Linked DNA regions of Mus musculus: region 1 is linked to region 2. The links are chromatin contacts, called in public Hi-C maps. All regions are on one chromosome and are shown on one strand. Each heading gives the region's core, a stretch centred on a gene start, on an enhancer-like site or on the middle of the called end of the contact. The rest is flanking DNA. Distances are from core to core; before and after follow the strand shown. Region 1 has its middle 17 kb from the start of Ypel2. Region 2 has its middle 53 kb from the start of Gm33742.

Region 1 (5,791 bases), core at 1,597-4,096, 91 kb before region 2:
TACAGAGGCCAATACCCTCCTATGGCCATGGAGGGCACCAGGCATGTGTGTGGCATACATATGTACATTTTCTAAAAAATGAAAAAAAGCAATGAAAGATGTAAATAGTAGGCACAGTGGTTCATGCCTTTAGTCCCAACACTCAGGAGGCAGAGGCCAGCCCTGGTATACACAGTGAACTATATTCAAGTTAGCCAGAGCTACATAGTGAGACCCTGTCTCAAAATGAAATGTAAGTAAAAAGTAGGGATGAAGATAATATGCGTGTGTGTGCGCGCACACACATACACAAATAAATAAAGTAGGTAAATAATTAATAAATAAATAAAAAGGGCTGAGGATGGGGGTCTGTGATACAATACTTGCCTAGCTTGGAAGAAGTTCTAGATTTGACACTCAGAAGTACAAAACACACACACAATTTTAAAAGGACAACTCAGTGTGTTGGTTAGTTTTGTTTTTGTTTTTTTTAAATCAGCTTGACACAAAGTAGGGTCATTTGTAAAGAGGGAGTCACAATTAGGAAAATCCCTATGTCAGGTTGGCTTAGACTCAAGTCTACGGGGCATTTTCTTTGTTAATGATAAGCATAGAAGGGTCCAGTCCGTTGTGGATGCTACTACCCCTAGACAGGTGGTCCTAGGGTGCATTAAACAAGACAAAAGAAAAACAAACAGCTCCCCAAGCTGATATGTACATAAATAAATAAAGTAAGTAAATAAGTAAGTAAGTAAGTAAGTAAGTAAATAGACAATAAATAGAAAGAGCTGAGGTTGTGGTCTGTGGAAAACCAGTTTTGGAATCTGCTTTCGCCAGTGGAGTGTCACTGAGTACATCAACCACAGTCCAGGAGACCCCATGCCAAAAAGTAGCTGCTCAACAGAACAAACTCAATGGTGTTTTATGAACTTTTTCCTTAGTTTTGCTTTGTTTAGGCCTTTTTTTGTGTTATTAGTCTTTTGCCAGTTTGTTTTAAATTTTGTTTTTGTAGGGAGTTTTTGTTTCTTGATTTCTGGTTCTGGCATTCTGTTATTGTGTATAGTTTTTTTGTTTTGTTTTGTTTTGTTGTTTTTCTTTTTGTTTTGAGAGAGAATATAAAACTTAAAATTGGGTGGGGAGGGGAAAACATGATCAAAATATATCCTATGAGAAATTTTTAATTAAAAAAGGAAAAGCAGTCCAGATTTGGGGGTGCACAACTATCCCCCACTCCACCCCACCCCCACCCCCTAATACTGAGTTTCACTGTGTAGCCCTGGCTGTCCTGGAACTCACTCTGTAGACCAGGCTGGCCTTGAACTCACAGAGATCTGCCTGCCTCTGCCTCCTGAGTGTTGGTATTAAAGGTGTGTGCCACCACCGCCCCACTTGGTCCACACTTTTAATCCCGGCACTCTTTGAGATCAGTCTGGTACACAGTAAGGTCTGGGCCAACCAGAGCTACAGAGTGAGCCTGTGTCCAATATAAGAGCAGCCGTGGGGGCTGGAGAGATGGCTCAGTGGTTAAGAGCACCTACTGCTTTTCCGAAGGTCCTGAGTTCAAATCCTCGCAACCACATGGTGGCTCACAACCATCTGTAATGAGATCTGACGACCTCTTCTGGTGCATCAGGGTTAGGTTAAGACAGCTACAGTGTGCTTAGATATAATAATAAATAAATCTTTAAAAAAAAAAAGAGTGGGGCTGGTGAGATGGCTCAGCAGGTAAGAGCACCCGACTGCTCTTCCAAAGGTCCTGAGTTCAAATCCCAGCAACCACATGGTGGCTCACAACCATCTGTAATGGGATCCGGTATCCTCTTCTGGTGTGTCTGAAGACAGCTGCAGTGCACTTACATATAATAAATAAATTTTAAAAAAAAGAGCAGATGGGGGTGGGGTGGGGGTGGGAGGAGGGCGAGATGAATCAGCAGGCAAAGTTTCTTGCTGTCCAGGGTGAGGACAGCAACCCATGTGGTGGAAGAGAGCTGACTCTCACAAACTGTCCCCTGACCACTGATGGCATATGATGGCAGGCATATGATGGCATGTGTGCACAGCACCCCAACACACAAAATAAAAAAGGACATTTTTTTAAAGCCAGAGTATGATCATTAATCAAGAAACTTTTAAGTTATTTATTTTTATTTTATGTGCATTAGTGTTTCACCTGCATGTGTATCTGTGTGAGCTTCTCAGATCCCCTGGAACTGTTTTACACAGCTGGGAAATGTAATCCCAGCTTGCGGGAGGCTGAGGCAGGATTGCTAAAAGTTCAAGGCTAACCTGAAATACCTAGTAAGTTTAAGACAGCCTGTGAGACCCTGTCTCCAAAGCAAAGCAAAAATAAACAAAATGTGTTTTTAAAATCCTAAATAAATAAAAGAATGTATCTCTCCACAACCTTCTTAAAAGGATTTATTTATTTTATGCATATATGAGTACACTGTAGCTGTCTTCAGACACACCAGAAGAGGACACCGGATCCCATTATAGATGGTTGTGAGCCACCATGTTGTTGCTGGGAATTGAACTCAGGACCTCTGGAAGAGCATTCAGTAGTATTAACCACTGAACCATCTCTCCAGCACCCCCCCCCCCAAAAATGAGGATCTTTGGCTCTCTCCATTATAGTTGTATTCACAGCTCTTGGCCTCAAATTTTTAAATTTCAGGGTGATCCCGAACGTTATAGGAAGCTCAGCGTGTATCTGGCCTCTACTGGTAGTGATGCTCCCAGAATGTTCTTAGATTTTGCCTGAGGCTGGTTGGGGTGAAGAGAGAACTCTTGGATTCATTAGGAATGACCAGGCCTGGAAAGCGGACACTGGGAAGCTATACCCAAGTTTAACCACAGGAGGTCTCCCTAGACCTAATTATGATTTGAGTCAGTCTTGCATTGGGTTGTGGGAACTACCGAATTGTTCTCTTTTGGTAATCTGAACACACCTGTTTTTATTTTTAAAAAATGCTGCCGGGCGTGGTGGTGCACGCCTTTAATCCCAGCACTTGGGAGGCAGAGGCAAGCGGATTTCTGAGTTCAAGGCCAGCCTGGTCTACAAAGTGAGTTCCAGGACAGCCAGGACTACACAGAAAAACCCTGCCTCAAAAAAACAAACAACAACAACAAAAGCTAAACCTGGTTGGGCCTGGTGGCACACATCTTTAATCCCAGCACTCAGGAGGCAGAGGCAGGTGGATATGTGATTTCCAGGCCAGCCAGGGCTACAGAGTGAGTTCCAGGAGAGCCAGGGTTACACAGAGAAACCTTGTCTCAAAAAAAAAAAACAAAAAACAAAAAAACAAAAACAGAAGTTACATTGATTTATTTGTGTGTGTGTGTGTGTGTGTGTAACTACAGTAGAGAAAGTTGACAAACTATAACCTGATATTTTGGCTGAGATGCCAGTAAGAAGAGAAAAACAACATTACGTAAAATCTCAGGAAATGGGAATTATTGGATTTAAAAATGTACTGATTGGTGCCTTCACTGTAACAAATGTTAATAAAACCAGGAAACTGGAGGGTGGGGTGGGGTGGCTTGTGCCTTTAATCCCAGCAGAGGCGAGTAGGTTTCTGGGAATTTGAGGTCAGCCTGGTCTACATCCTGAGTTCCAAACTAGCCAGGGCTACACAGTGAGACCCGGTTTTCAAAACAAAACAACAAAAGCCAGAAGCGCAGGTCCTCATTAGGCTGGAGACAGACGTTAATTTCCTTTCGAGAAATGAGTTTCGGCTGACGACCCTCATCCAGCTTACTTACTGGGTTATTTCTGAGGGTGATGTGTCCTGCACCCCATAACAGGCTTCACTGCGGAATATAGCTCTGCTTTTGTGGCTTCTTGCCAGTCTTTCTGTGACTTGCTCAGCGGAGTACTTGGAGGCAGGTAAGAGAGGGCTCAGCAGAGAGCAGAGAAGAGCACGGTGCCGACTCTAGATTCCTCTTCTGAAGAGAGGGTCTTGAGTTAAGCTGGGCATAGTGGCTTACGTCTATAATCCCAGTATTTGGAAAGCCAAGGTAGGAGACCACCTCAATCTTGAGGCCCTCATACTGTTGAGCTACAATGTGAGACCCTGTATCAAAACGACAACCAGACCATGGCCCAAGCAGGAGGGCTTGAGCTTCCATCCCTAGCACAGGGTAAAAGCTGAGCAATGAGTCTATAGCTTCAGCAATGTGGGCAGGGAGAAGCGAATCGCTGGATCATCGGCCAGCAGGTCTAGTTGAATCAGTGAGCTCTGGGTTCAGTGAGAGACCCTGTCTTAAAATAAAGTGGAGAAATTGGGCAGTGGTGGCGCACGCCTTTAATCCCAGCACTTGGGAGGCAGAGGCAGGCGGATTTCTGAGTTCGAGGCCAGCCTGGTTTACAGAGTGAGTTCCAGGACAGCCAGGAGAAACCCTGTCTTGAAAAACTAAAAAAAGGAGAGGAAGACATCACCTCTGGCCTCTCCACGCACGCGCGCACACACACACATACGCACACACACACATGAATGAATGTGTGCACACACAACTCAAGATCTTCAGGCTGGAGCACAGGTAGGTTAGCATACACAGCATACAGGAGGCTCTAGGTTCAATCTCTAGCACAGACCAAGGTTGAGGTGAGACAGATAGACAGACATACAGAAAGAGACAGACAGACACATAGACACGGGGACACACACGGGGACACAAACACATGCACACACACACACACACAGGAGAGAGAGAGAGAGAGAGAGAGAGAGAGAGAGAGAGAGAGAGAGAAACCAGGCCTGCAATCCCATCTACTAGAAGCTACAAAAGAATCTGAAAAAAAAAAAAAAAGGTAAAGAGATCTGATATGGTGGCAATGTGTCTAATCCCAGCACTTTGTAAGTTCGAGGCCAGCTTAGTCTATATAGTGAGTTACATGCCAGCCAGGGCTACATAGGAAGACTTTGTCTCAGAGAAGGAATTGTACTCTGTGGCACACTACTTGCCTAGCAAGACCCTAGGTTCAGCTCTCAATATGAGGGACAGGCAGAGGAGTAAAATGGATAGAAGACCCCAGATCCATAGTCTCACCATTGGCTGTACTTATAATCAACATAGCTATTTATTTTATTTTATTTAGTACATGCAGATGGCATGAATGTAGAGGACAGAGGACAACTGTGGGAATGGGTTCTTTCCTTCTGCCATGTGGGTCCTGGGGACCAAACTTAGGATTTTAGGCTCAGCAGCAAGCACCCTCCCCTACTGAGCCATCTTGGTGCCCTGTCACTTGGGAAACTTTTAAAGCCACTTCTGCCTGGGCTCCACCTGAGACCAATTAAATCAGAATTGCCTTGGTCTGTTTCAGACATGTCCAGAGGATTCTGCTCTATAAGCAAGTCTGAACTCTAACCCTAATGTATCTGAAGTCAGCTGGGCCAGGTTTGATGGCAAGGCCTGGAAAGAAGGCAGAAGCAGGAAGACCTCTGTGATTTCCAGGCCAGCAAGGCCTATAGAATGAGACTCTGCCTCAAAGAACTAACAGTATTCCAGACCTGCTGCCACACACCTTTAATGTAGAGGAAGAGACAGGCAGAACTCTGTGAGTTCAAGACCAACCTGGACTTCAAGGTAAACTGTGAGGCCCTATCTCAATAAATAAATTAAAAAGTCAGTCCAATTCCATATAGACAGGCTGACCTTGAACTCACAGGGATTAACCCGAATGTGCCTTCAGAATGTTAGAATTAAAGGCATATGGTGCTATCCCTGGCCAGTGTAGGGTGTTCTTTACCCCCAAGAAATTGCTGGAATTGGAATATTGCCATCATTTGAGACTAAACGTCTGGCTAGT
Region 2 (5,970 bases), core at 2,878-5,377:
AGCCATCTCTCCAGCTCCCCAACCTTAGTTTGAACTTATATCCCCAACACATGCTCTCATTCTTAACTGGGATGGGGAAGGATACAGAGGGAGAGTTGTTTGTTTGTTTGTTTGTTTGTTTCTTTCTTTCTTTCTTTTTCTTTCTCTGTGTAGACCTAGCTGTGCTCAGACTCAGAGGTCTACCTGCCTCTCTCTGCCTCTTGAGTGCTGGGATTAAAGGCATGCACCCCCACCTCTGAGTCTTACAGTGAAGGAGCCAATTGGTAAATTTGGTTCTCTGTCTGAATCAAATAGAATTCAGCATCATTATCCTTTCTGTTCCTCTCCAGATGCTTGCAGAAGGCAACTGCTTTCCCAGCTAAGGAGTGGAGCACCTCAGGAGGTCCAGGAGCAAGCCCTTTTGGACTTTGAAATTCTCCAGATTTTATTGCCAGTCACAAATGTACTTACACTGCACACTACCATGTGAGTTCTTCTGGGTCATACCGGTCTCTGAGAGGGTCTGGCTTCTCTTGAGCAGTTTGCACATCTGTTCCACACACCACCATGTGAGTTCTTCTGGGTCATACCAGTCTCCGAGAGAGTCTGGCTTCTCTTAAGAGTTTGCACATCTGTTCCATTGTATTGTCAGCAACATCAGCCTCCTGGGGATCTTACAGCCACAGGGTAGAGAGGTCATTTGGACAGGCTCTTCCCTTGAGGGTGTAGGTAACCCATGATGTGTGTCTGGCAGTAAAAGGCTATTGTTCTGTTAGTGAGACAGGGTCTCACTGTGCAGCCTAGGCTGGCCCAGGCTGGCCTCAAACTCACAAATCTCCTGCTTTTAGTTTCCCAGGTGCTGGGATTATAAACATGAGGCACTGCACCTGGCTTTGGAGCAGATTATATAACCTTGATGTAAGGACCAAGACATCCACATTTCCCCATCCCAGCCATCTTTCAAACCTTTCAGCCATTTCCCACAAGACTCTGCGGAGCAAGTAACTATCCTCCTCCTCATCTTGCATACAAAGAAGCTGAACCCCAAAGAAGATTCATAATGTGTCCAAGCCCACAAAGGGGAGATGAGGTTCAGTTGAAGGTCTGTGTGGTCCTGATGTTGGTGTGGTTATGTGTGTGTGTGTATGGCAGACTAACTATCCAAATCCTTAACTCACAGGGGTAGATAGCCTGATATCCATTAGCCAGCTAATGCTAATTTAGGAAAACAACCCCTGAGATAAAGAGTTATAGAGAAGTGACTCTAATTAGCTGGCCCAGCAGGAATGTCGAGTGTTATCTACTGAAGCTCAGAGCTGTTTGGCTCCTAGACACTCCAGGGCAGGACTGTGGGATCCCTGCAGGAAGGAATTTTGAAAGATGCTGAGACCATAAAGAGCTTCTCTGGGTTCATCCAGGGAGATCAATGTCCTCCCAGAGGAACGAAAACATTGGGGGTCAGAACCAAGGAGGCTGGCAAGGGGGTCAAGGGTACTAGAAGGCCCTGGCACTGAGGTCCAAAAGGGAAGAGAAATAGAAATAGATGCTTCACTTCAGGGACAGGGAGGAAAGGGTTCCCAGCCCCTCCCATCTCCCAGAATACGTTTCTAGGCACCCCTGACAGAGTTACTCTTACATTCTTCTTGGAGCTTTTGTTTTGAGAAGCCATCACCAGCAATGGGACTTTTAACTGAGAGTAAAAAGAGACCTTTATGTATGGAAATCCTAGGTTCTTAAGCACTTAAGCACTGGGATGACTGGGATGGGAAATGTGTACAACCATTGGGAGTCTTGGTCGTTACATCAAGGTTATATAATCTGCTCCAAAGCCAGGTGCAGTGCCTCATGTTTATAATCCCAGCACCTGGGAAACTAAAAGCAGGAGATTTGTGAGTTTGAGGACAGCCTGGGCTACACAGACATTCTGGGCCATCCTAGGCTGCACAGTGAGACTCAATAATAGAACAATAGCTTTCTTTTGCCAGACACACATCATGGGTTCCCTTAGGCTTCCACATGGTAAGAGCCTGGAACAGTTGTTGGCCACGGTGACTCACACCTTTAATCCCAGCACTCAGGGAGACAGAAGCAGGTGGATCCTTTTGAGTGTGAAGCCAACCCAATCTCCACAGAAGATTCCAGGCCAGCCAGGGTTACATAAGGAGACCCTGGCTCAAAACAAGAATACGATCTGTTAGAATGATTGAACAATTGTTTGAGTGGCTAGTCCTTTCCTGATTGGACAGGTGTTGGAGTGCTGTTCCCTTGTGGGCAGTCTTTGTGACATGCAAATGAATTCCAGTGTGTAGGTCACCATTTGCTTACAGGTGGACCCAGGCTGGGGTTAACACAGAGGACAGGTGCAGAAAGGAAATATGAACCATTCTCTATAAGGTGTCAAGGCCTATGAAGCAGAGAGGGGAATTCTAAGCTGCCTCTTTTAGATAGAGTCTATATACATCCCTTGCTGGCCTGGAACTTGCTCTATACTTCATGCTGACTTCCCACTCAAAGAGCTCCACCTGCCTCTGCCTTCTAAGTGCTGGGTTTCAAGTTGTGGACCACCGCACTCAGCCTGGGCTTGCTATTATGGATAGGAGCTCCAGTCAAGTTGGAACTAGTCTCTCCTCTCCTGCCCTTGCCCTAGTCAGTGCCCGACTAGAGGCTGCACCTAGGGGTTAGGGGCAGGTCATGCTGGGGCTTGCCCTACTTCGCTCTGCCAAGACCTCTGGCCAGCAAGCATAAGCCGGCTTTTGGCAAGCAAGAAGGAAGTTGAGCTGAGCAGGAGCAAGCACAGTCTCCCAGCCCCCTCCTGGACAGGTGAAGGAGTTTGATGAGAAGAGCCAACTGGTACTGCGTGAACAAGACCATTATTATCATGGAATACTGGGGTTTGGGCGGGGCAGATCTCATAGCAGGTCGAAAGTCTCATCCTGATACCTTGTTTCCCCTTTGGCCTTCCTGATAGGAGAGTTTCCCTGAGGCTTGATTGACCTTCAAAGGGAAACCCTGAGAATAGCGGAGCATTCTGTGTTGGAATCAATGGAGGCCCTTAGCTTACCTGCTCTGTGTGTGCCAGTCCATATAAGAATGTATGCATGCATACAGGGTGTGTATGTGTGTGTGTGTGTGTGTACTTGAATCATACATCTCTAGGTTTCAGCTTGTCTGGTTTTGCTGGGAAGAAACCAGATGGGAGTTAAGCATTAAAAACAAACAAACAAACAAACAACTTTTTTTGGTGGAGTTCAGTGTGATCAGAGTACCCCATGCCATCCAGTTCATCAGAGCCCCGTAAGTAGGTCACCTTATTACCGCGGAGGCTGAGAAAGGATGACCTTCGGAGAGACTCCAGTTTGGCACAGGACTAGACATCTAGGGTGACTGAGGAACCTGCATGGTAGAAATGCCAGCAGCTATGCTTTCTCAGTGGTGCCCAGGAATCCCTGGGTGCAGGATGACAAGCCGAATGCCTATCTCATCTCGGAACCAGGATCAGATCCACAGGGTAGAAACAACCCCATAGCCGCAGTTTGTCTTTTTTTTTCGACTCCCAATCTCTGCGCCAGCCTGGGAGAACTCAGCCACAGCCTCTCCCTGGAGTCAGGGCTGCAGCGCGTGCTCTCTGCAGGCCCCTGGCAACGCAGCTCAGGAAGGGCTCTGCTTCCTCGCTTGAGATGTGTTATTAAACCGTAATCATACTGTGAGTGGAGTCAGCCAAAGCAGTGGCTATTAATAGGGAGGTGAGGAAAGCTGAGTCAGAAGGAAGCTGACTTAGGCTGGCGAGCAGAGCTGGGCCACCTTGGCCTACAATCCTTCGCAAGAGGTCAGTGGATGGGACAGACCTGAGCTCATTTCCCTCCTGGGCAGCTGTCAGCACTATCTGGATTTCTCAGTTTGGGAAACAGAAAACCTGAAGCCGTCCTGAACAAAGGGCTTTTTAGTTGTCTCACCCTGGCCCCTGAGGAGTCTCGGAGCCCTGTACACAAACAGCTGGAGTTGCTGTGACTCAGCACCAATTTCTCTCTCCTTGTCATTGGTCAATGGGACTCGGAAGGGGGCTCCATTTCTCTGGCCTCTTTTGGCCAGGCAGCCAGTGCTGACCTTGCCCTTTAACTGGCCAGCGCTCCCCAGAGGCAGAGCCATCTGAGCAGGGTGATTCTGTTTCTGGCTTGGTGACAAGGCTTAGGGATGTGGCTGTTACAGATAGGTGGAAGTGGACAGGTTGGGGGCCACTGGGGACCTTAAAGTGTGGGAACAAGATATCCTTTGTAACTTGTGTAATGTACTGCACTTCCCCGGGTCTTGGTCATGTCAACATTATCAAGCACCTGGAAGCAGGAGAGATCCCTAAATCGTGCCCAGAAGATCATGGGAGACTTGAAATGGTTTCTAGAGCCTGTTTTCCAGGCCATGTTCAGACTATAACTCGAAGTCTGAGTACTGCCTCAGGAGGAATGGTCTTACCAGACACAATAAGTGGTATCAACACCCTCTCCCCTGAGAGGTAAATGGTGCTGTGACTGAGTGACAAGGATAAAATGACACCCAGGGAGAGAAGCCAGGCCCTAGCTAGCAGCCTCTTGACTCAAGGCCCTTAGTAAATCTCCCACCCAGACAGCTGTTGTCTCTGACTCGTTACTACTGTATGCTCACCCTGAGGCCATGGATGCAGGTGTGTGTATGCATGCATGCGTGCGTGTGTGCATGGGTGTGTGTACGTGTGTGAGCCTGTATGTGAACGTTCGTGTGAGATGAGATCGTCTAAAGATGTCCAGAAGAAATTCTTTTCATTGGTTAGATATGTTTTCCCAAACTGGAATACTTGTTTTGGTTCCTGGGTCACTGAAGGAGATCTCGTCTCCTGCTCCCTAAAATGTTGATTAAATAAAATTCATTGGATTCCAGCCCTGGATAATCTGGGGGATTTGTGTGCATGCTTAGCAAGTACTCCACTACCAAGCTACATCCCAGCCTCCTTTGCTTGCTTATTTATTTATTTATTTATTTATTTATTTATTTATTTATTCATTATTCATTCATTCATTGACCCACTTTCCCTAAATTGTCCAGGCTGGCTTTGACTCACTCTGCTGCCCGACCAGGCCTCGAGCCTGCCATGGTACCTCAGCCTCGCCAGTGGCAAGTGTTACAGGCCTGTACCTCAGCTGATTCAGCTGGTCTAGTGTGGGGTGGGTTTTTTTCCCTGCAACTTTCTTTTTATTTTGTTTTGCTTTGTTTTTCAAAAAAAAATTTTAATTAGACATTTTCTTTATTTACATTTCAATTGTTATCCCCTTTCCTGGTTTCCCCTCTGAAAACCCCCTATCCCCTCCCCCCTCCCCCTGCTCACCAATCTATCCACTCCTGCTTCCTGGCCCTGGCATTCCCCTACACTGGAGCATCGAGCCTTCACAGGACCAAGGGTTGCTCCTCCCATTGATGACCAACTAGGCCATCCTCTGCTACGTATGCAGCTGGAGCCATGAGTCCCACCATATATTTTCTTTGATTGGTGGTTTAGTCCCTGGGAGCTCTGGGGTACTGGTTAGTTCATATTGTTGTTCCTCCTATGGAGCTGCAAACTCCTTCATCTCCGTGGGTCCTTTCTCCTGCTCCTTCATTGGGGACCCTGTGCTCAGTCCAACGGTAGGTTGGGAGCATCCACCTCTGTATTTGTCAGGTACCGGTGGAGCCTCTCAGGAGACAACTATAACAGGCTTCTGTCAGCAAGCTCTTGTTGGCAGCACAAAAGTGTCTGGGTTTGGTGGTTGTATATGGGATGGATCCCCAGGTGGGGCAGTCTCTGGTTGGTCATTCCTTCAGTCTCTGCTCCACACTTTGTCTCTGTATCTCCTCCCATGGGTATTTTGTTCCCCCTTCTAAGAAGGACCTAAGTATCCACACATTGGTCTTCCTTCCTGCAGCTTTCTAATACATCTTAATGTGATAAGACGAATCCACAAATGACTGACATGGTGGCACCAGCCC

Evidence for each region. Hi-C and Micro-C count contacts between places; a contact is called where the count stands out from the background.
Region 1: a contact with region 2 is called in a Hi-C map of bone marrow-derived macrophages, with 65 read pairs. The contact joins two enhancer-like sites. A contact is called at or near these places in 2 of 15 datasets of contacts at CTCF or cohesin (the G1E-ER4 cell line and embryonic stem cells), 90 of 484 Hi-C or Micro-C datasets (2-cell-like embryonic stem cells, the 4T1 cell line, B cells and 36 more), 20 of 115 datasets of contacts at active chromatin or transcription factors (the 230-238 cell line, embryonic basal ganglia, embryonic fibroblasts and 9 more) and 1 of 9 other capture datasets (liver).

Annotation. Positions count from the first base shown.
Region 1 is chr11:87,007,741-87,013,531 of GRCm38.p6, reverse strand. No RefSeq gene overlaps it. Among named protein-coding and RNA genes, the nearest start is that of Ypel2, 17 kb to the right of the region's middle. Within about 2 kb of position 2,846, at least 73 of the 459 cell types and tissues checked have an H3K27ac peak or open chromatin away from gene starts, as enhancers often do. A contact at or near this core is called in bone marrow-derived macrophages and pancreatic cancer cells, where this site is marked.
Region 2 is chr11:86,918,313-86,924,282 of GRCm38.p6, reverse strand. No RefSeq gene overlaps it. Among named protein-coding and RNA genes, the nearest start is that of Gm33742, 53 kb to the right of the region's middle. Within about 2 kb of position 4,127, at least 142 of the 459 cell types and tissues checked have an H3K27ac peak or open chromatin away from gene starts, as enhancers often do. A contact at or near this core is called in bone marrow-derived macrophages and pancreatic cancer cells, where this site is marked.